2 separate regions of the Triticum aestivum genome follow, and region 1 is linked to region 2. The links are chromatin contacts, called in public Hi-C maps. All regions are on one chromosome and are shown on one strand. Each heading gives the region's core, a stretch centred on a gene start, on an enhancer-like site or on the middle of the called end of the contact. The rest is flanking DNA. Distances are from core to core; before and after follow the strand shown.

What was found. A called contact is a pair of places that touch in the nucleus more often than the background predicts.
Region 1: a contact with region 2 is called in a Hi-C map of leaf, with 5 times the contacts expected there. The contact joins the enhancer-like site here to the promoter of LOC123060342 in region 2. A contact is called at or near these places in 4 of 5 Hi-C or Micro-C datasets (leaf, root and an unstated tissue) and 1 of 1 datasets of contacts at active chromatin or transcription factors (leaf).

The regions. Positions count from the first base shown.
Region 1 is chr3A:67,665,642-67,669,296 of IWGSC CS RefSeq v2.1, reverse strand. LOC123060345 (a long non-coding RNA gene) reads left to right here. Exons shown (of 3, transcript XR_006427905.1): 3 at 10-500. Among protein-coding and RNA genes, the nearest start is that of LOC123060345, 3.5 kb to the left of the region's middle. Within about 2 kb of position 1,671, at least 1 of the 8 cell types and tissues checked has an H3K27ac peak or open chromatin away from gene starts, as enhancers often do. A contact at or near this core is called in leaf, where this site is marked.
Region 2 is chr3A:67,532,075-67,535,912 of IWGSC CS RefSeq v2.1, reverse strand. It overlaps LOC123060342 (cytochrome P450 90D2), which reads left to right and starts at 2,498. Exons shown (of 8, transcript XM_044483023.1): 1 at 2,498-2,963; 2 at 3,134-3,470. The coding sequence starts at 2,722.

The DNA of each region.
Region 1 (3,655 bases), core at 422-2,921, 130 kb before region 2:
GTTTGTTAGGGCTTAGCTAATATTCAAAGGATTGTTGGGGTGATAATGAAGATGGCACTCGCCATCGCTTTGGCCTGCAAGTTCTTGGCAAACGATAATGATGATCGGCGTGCAATGCATAGATGGGCCACAGCAAGAATGGAGTGTTGCTGTGTGCATGAAGCAAAGCTTTAATTTCTCATATCTTTTGCTGTCAAGTGGCTGATGCATATTGAATTTGAAGGCCCGCGCTACCAGCAATTGCTGTGATGCTTCCTCAGCAAAGTGGTCTTATGCAGCCTCATCAGTCGGCTTCAAATTCAGGCAAGAAGTCAGTGGCTTGTTTCTAGTTTTCAGTTCTTTCGTATGAATATCGCATCTTGGCTACTTTCCGGAGATATGAATTGGAAAGGAACTCAATACTGAAAGATCTGAAAAGGGGGGATTTGCTATCTAGTAAAGCATAATACCAGATGCAAAAACTAACACACAAGGTTCAAAGCATATGATTTTTCTATACATGTGTTTGGCTCATGGATTTGGCTATAATCAACGGAAAACCCAGCCAACACGCACGCAAGCTCCGTTCTCTTTGGCCGTTGCCTTGTTCTATACCCCCATACCTGCTTGCTAAATGCTAAGTACAGGGTCCCACATATTTACCTAGGCTAATATGAAGTTCAGTTGTAGCTAGATCAGGCTGAGATTGCTGACAAGTGAATGGGGACTGATATTTCCTCAAGGTCGTCCGACCGACAAATGAATGGGGACGACTAATCCTGTGACCCTACAGAAGTCACACAATTAGTGCGTGGCTGTGCTCGCCCATCAAATGATAGATGCAGAGCTAACAACCTAGGAAAACAATGGAACGGGAGGGGCGCACACGTTGATCATGAGACTAGTCAAGCAAGCGATTGGAGCGTGAGGTGAATCATTCTGGTGGCGTGGGGTTTTGGGTTGGGTCGCATCGCATCGCATCATTGCCTGATGCCGCGCCGTCCCCAAGGAATCCATGCGAAAGCTCGTTCTTAACGTGTATTTTATCTCGGCCCGATCTGAAAGGGTTGTTGTTGGCATGCGTTACCGTGGCCCGCGGCCGGGAGAGTTGGGGTCGTAATTTGCGTCTCCGGGTGCTGTGAACTGCTCATCGTACAGTGCACCCCCGAGATGCACACGTTTTCCTCATCGTGGAGAACCAAAGATGTTCTCCATCTCGTGTCATGAGCTACACGCTCCCACATATGGTTTGGCCTGTGCAATTGTGCATCGCATGATATGGACACCGGGAGGATCGTTTGTTTCTCCACTATCAGAGGGCCTCTTTGATTTGTAGAATCTCTCAAATGCATGAATAGAAGAACATGAGAATAGCGTGTCATGTCATCTATATGATTGTACAAAAACATAGGATGTTCGCGCATAATGTTGGAGGGATGAAAATTTTGCTATAAAATCTGGTGCAAATGAATCCTAACAATCCTATACAAAACCAACAGAAAACCAACCGAACCACGATTGCAACCATGATGGCCGCGACACGTTGCACGGGCGGCCCAGAGGATCTCGCTTTCGGCTCTCCTTGACTCGTCCGTAGAATCTCGCCGGTAGCAAAGAGCAGTACTCTTCGTACCGTACGTCCACATGGTGCGTGCGCTTGCCAATCCGATGGCGACGAGGTGCCGGAACGGGAGGAGTGCACGTGCTCAGCAGATTGGCTGCGGGCATGTGCGTAGTGCGTGTGGTACCGGCAGGCCCGGTACCAGCGGCCGGCGACGACGTGCAGCTCTTGGCGCGTCCAGTTGTTATTGGTGTGGCCGGCCGTGCGGTGCTCGTACCACTGTCGTCGTCGTTCTCGCCCTTGCTGTCGCTGCCTCCCTCTTCTCTTGCTCATGTTGTTGCTGGGTCATCAACCTCATTCATCCATCGCTCTCTTTCGTGATGATGTGATGCCATCTTGTTCTTGTTTATTTGGTTGTTTATCCGGGGTACTTGAGTCCGTGCGACCCCCGGGAGTCAGCGATGAAACTAGAGTTTTACTCCCCCCTATCAAAGTATAAGACGTTTTAGTGTTAAAAAAAGTCTTATATTTTGATACGGATGGAGTACCGGTGAAGGTGCTATCCTTCACACATACAGTACAATGTAGTGATCTTGTATGAGCACGGCAAATGCAGCGCATAGATTCGAAAAATGGCCAAAAAGATCAAGTTAACAAGGCACCGTCAGGCGAACACATTCGAAATTGAGGGTTTTGGGTTGTCAAAACTTCTCCGTGTGTAGGCTACTTTTTAGAATTTAGACATGAATTTCCCAAGACACTGAGAGTGTACGGACCCAGCGCTTCGCTCGAGTGTGGCTTTCACCGGAAATCCATTAGAAGCCGTAGAGAGGTGGTTGCGCGCCTGCATTCGAGCTACACGGAAGCATGTATCGGCAGATGGTACAAGAACGTTGTTTTCGTTGCAGAAATGAGTTAGTGATGTGTGCCAAAAAAGCCACCAAGACAAGACGAAAGCTGTTGCAATCGAAATCCAGCTACGTGCATCGTGTAGTGGGGTTTAATAACTACTATTCCCTCCGTCCGAAAATACTTGTCATCAAAATGGATAGAAAAGGATGTATCTAGAACTAAAATACTTCTAAATACATCCCCTTTTGTTCATTTTGATAACAAGTATTTTTGAACGGAGAGAGTATGATTGATCAGTATCAGCTGCCTAAATGATTATTGTCATTCTGGGGCTACTGGCGGGTCCTGCCTTCTGGTTAGATCATGCAGCAACAAACTGAGCAGAACGGTCAGCAGGAGCACCACTTGCTGGAGTGGTGATCATGACTCCAAGCCGCCTAGCTTCAAATTCTTGTGCCACACCGCTCTTCTGAATTTAGACACAAGCAGATGCATTTTAGGTAGTGCTAGTATGGAAGTACGTTTTCGAAAAGGGAGTTTGGAAGTATATGTATCAACATATTTTAGAAAAAAAATCTCTGGATTAGCTGAAGTGCAGGTATTCAAGCATACTTAAAGTATTTTTTTTTAAATCCGGCCGAAAGGACTTGAATCAAAGTGCGCAATGATTCAGACCAACAGCTTCGTTTATTTACAACTTGGCGCTTCTTTTTATCTAGTAAGGGGTAATGTTTATTGCACGACCAGATTCTTCATGGGGTCGTCTTAGCTTTCGTTTACTTTTCCTAATGCAAGTTCAAAGATGCAACCAGTTGCTAATCAAATCGAATCGCATATGCACCAAGCTATAGTGGCGTCCATGATTGCGCATCACGCTTTTGCGTTGGGGATTCTTTTCACTATTTTGTGTGGAGCTATGAGCAACAGCTGAAATCTATAATCTATCGACATGGATAAAATTTAGTTTCTCTGTTTCTTACGTCAATTAATAAAGTGGTTGCATGTATCGTTCAGATGCAGAAGCCGGGGGTCCTCCTTCATTTAAAAAAAATCTTACGTCAATTGATTCCTGTAGCTTGGCTCTGTTCTACTGGGCAGAGCATCTGTGGAGATGGGCAAAACAATTGTTTTGTCTCTCCAAAGAGGGGATCTCCTCACGCAAACCTCGTCTGTTGTCGATGACCTTGCCAGGTATGCCATTGGCGATCATTGTTGTTGAAGCCGAAGCTAGAATGCCGTAGATTCACGCCCGCCATAGCCTGC
Region 2 (3,838 bases), core at 1,249-3,748:
GTGGGGGAGATGAAAATGAGAGGCAAATGACAAATAATGTAAACACAAGAGATGAAAGTTTATGTGTAGGTACTTGATAGATGTTGATGATATCTCCCCGGCAACGGCGCCAGAAATTCTTCCTGCTACTTGTCAGCTGCGTTGGGATTTCCCCGAAGAGGAGAGGATGATGCAGTACCGTAGAGATAAGTATTTACCTTAGTTAAGAACCAAGATTACCAATCAAGTAGGAGAACCAAGCAACACCTCATTAGCAGTACATGTACACAAAATAACAAATACTTGCACCCAACACGAACAAGGAGTTGTCAATCTCAGTGGTTATTTGCAAAGATGAAATCTTATAATGGTAGATAGATAAATAAAACGCAAAATGAAATAAAGTAAAGAAAAATTGCAGCAAGGTATTTTTGTATTTTAATATATGATAAAAGTATTACCGAAGGCCATAGTTTTCACTAGAGGCTTCTCTCTTGGAAATAGCATACGATGGGTAAACAAACTACTATTGGGCAATTGTTAGAAAAGCGAATAATCATGACGATATCCAAGGCACTAATCATGTATATAGGCATTACGTCCGAAACAAGTAGACGGACTCTTGCTTGCATCTACTACTATTAATCCACACATCGATCGCTATCCACCATGCATCTATAATATTAAGTTCATAAAGAATGGAGTAACGCCTTAAGCAAGATGACATGATGTAGACAAAGTAAACTCATGCATAAATAAACCCCATCTTTTTATCCCTAATGGCAACAATACAAATATGTGTCTTGTCCCTTTCTGTCATCGGGATATAGATCACTGCAAGATTGAACCCATCATAAAGCACCTCTCTCATTGCAATAAAAATCAATCTAGTTGGCCAAACCAAATCAATAGATCGAAGAGAAATACAAAGCTACAATAATCATGCATAAAAGAGTTAAGAGAAGACTACATTGATATGTCTCCAACGTATCTATAATTTATGAAGTATTCATGCCATGTTTACAACAATTTTATATGGTTTTGGTATGATTTGATTAGAATTAAACCGGACTGACGTTGTTTTCAGTAGAAGTACTATATGTCGTTTTTTGTGCAGAAATAAAAGTTCTCGGAATGGACTGAAAATTTATGGTGATTTTTTATGGACCAAAAGAGACCCCTGAAGCAGCGAAGCTAGGCCAGGAAGTGACTGAGGAGGCCACAAGCCTAGGGGCGAGCCCACCCCCTAGGGCGTGCCCCCCGGCTTCTGGGCCCCTCGGGCACCCCCTTGACATGATACCGACACCAAAAAATTTCTATAAATACCAAAACTCCCAAAAAGAACCCTAGATGAGAAGTTTCGCCGTCGCAAGCCTTCGAAGCCACAAAAAACCAATCGGGACCCCGTTCCAGCACCTTGCCGGAGGGGAAAATCATCACCGGAGGCCATCTTCATCATCCCAGCGGTCTCCATGATGAGGAGGGAGTAGTTCACCCTCGGGGCTGAGGGTATGTACTCATGTCGCTTGAACTATGTCGGTATTTCCTCAAAGAGGAAGGGATGATGCAGCACAACTGTGATAGGTATTTTCCTCAGTTATGAAACCAAGGTATCAATCTAGTAGGAGAACCAAGCAACACTATGTAAACGGTACCTGCACACAAAGAACAAATACTTGCAACCCGACGCTTATGAGGGGTTGTCAATCCCTCTTCCGGGTAACGACGTAGGAAATTGGCAAGTTGACGAGATAAAATTGTGATAGATTGGATAAATAGATCTCGAGTAAATGCGAAATAAAAGATGCAAAGAAAACATTTTGCGGGGAAATAATAGTAGTGATTTAATAGTAGAGATCTTTTTTAGGTTAGTGGTTATTAATTATTAATTAATTGTATATATCTTTTAAAATTAGTAATTAATTAATTAATAGTACTAATTAATACTCCCTCCGTTTTCTAAATATTTGTCTTTCTAGACATTTCAAATGGTTACAACATACGGATGTATGTAGACATATTTTTAATGTAGATTCACTCATTTTGCTTCATATGTAGTCATTTGTTGAAATGTCTAGAAAGACAAATGTTTATGAACGGAGGGGGTTTTAATAGTAGAGATATCCTTGTTGGGCCCCGCATCAGGCATCAGTCATCACCAGCATCGGTTGGTTCCGCTCGGGGCTCACAATCTTCCGGACCCCGGACACAGAGAAGGAAACACACAAACATAGCGAAGGAAGATATATCTAGCCAGTCCTCCGTCCGTAGTAGTACCAGCACTGTGCCACGATACACAATGATTTGATAGATGTTGGGGGCTACGCAAAAAGAGAAAACATATTCAGAAAATCTTAAATGTAAGATTTGATTTAGTACTACGAAATCTCAATCCCCTCCCCAATTGCTTATATTCAGAAAATCTTAATGTAAGATTTGATTTAGTACTACGAAATCTCAATCCCCTCCCCAATTGCTTATATTCGGAAAATCTCTCCCCTCGCCCCCGCCCGTACCTTTTGCGCTCGGCTGCTGCCAATTCTTTCCATTCCTCCCCACTCGCCGCCTACATATAGGTGCTCCTCCCCTCGGAACCCCTCGTCCTCTCGTAGTCGCGTATCTCCACCTCCACTCCACCGCACCGCACCGCACCATCAGAAGTAAGCGGCCGGCCGGGCGGTGCAAGGATAGTCGCAGACACGCGCGCACACAGACACGGTGTGACAGCAATTGCCTCCGGCGATGTCCGTTTCCTGGCCGGCGCCGTCGACGTGCGCGGCCGCCGGGGCCCTGCTGGCCGCCGCGTGGCTGCTGTGCTTCAGGCTGCTCCCGGCCGTGGCGAGGCCGAGGAGGCGGGCGATGAAGACGGGGGCGCAGCTCCCTCCCGGCAGCTTCGGGTGGCCGGTCGTCGGCGAGACGCTGGACTTCGTCTCCTGCTCCTACTCCCCGCGCCCCGAGGCGTTCGTCGACAAGCGCCGCCTCCGGTGAGTGAAATTAAGCCGTCTCTTTTCCCTGGCGCAGCACAGTGGCGGCACGCGTGCGCGTGGCACCATCCGTCCACCCATCGATGCCATGGCATGGCATGGCATGGCAGCGCGCGCGCATGCACGTGCGTGGTACTGTACTGACGCGGGCCGTGGGCGCGTGCATGCAGGTACGGCAGCGCGGTGTTCCGGTCGCACCTGTTCGGGTCGGCGACGGTGGTGACGGCGGACGCGGAGGTGAACCGGTTCGTGCTGCAGAGCGACGCGCGGTCGTTCGTGCCGTGGTACCCGCGGTCGCTGACGGAGCTCATGGGCAAGTCCTCCATCCTCGTCATCAACGGCGGCCTGCAGCGGCGCGTCCACGGCCTCGTCGGCGCCTTCTTCAAGTCGCCGCAGCTCAAGGCGCAGGTCACCGCCGACATGCAGCGCCTCCTCGCCCCGGCGCTCGCCTCCTGGCGCCACCAGGGCCCCGGCGCCCGCCTCCGCATCCAGGACCACGCCAAGACGGTACGTCCCCCTGCCTACACACCATCTCCCTCCATCCATCCATTTTCTCATCTCATCGTACCACCGCCTCCCGATCGGTCGATTGATAGCTCGATTTGTAGCACGACGGCGAGGGCGAGCGAGTCTAGGCTCTAGGTAGGACGACGTGTGCGTACGTGCGTCAGAGAGGAAGGAAAGAAAGAATCGGGATGGATTGGATTGGATTACTACAAGTAGCGGTCGTATGGCGCGCGCACCGGCGTGCACACGTGCGGGCGCCGTGTCACCACATGGAAGGGGAAGCCCGGCCCGAAAGGGGGTGGGGTCTCTCTCTTTCCTCTCCTCGCCATGCCTGTGCCGTGCCGTGCGTGTGCTAGAGATAGAGAGAG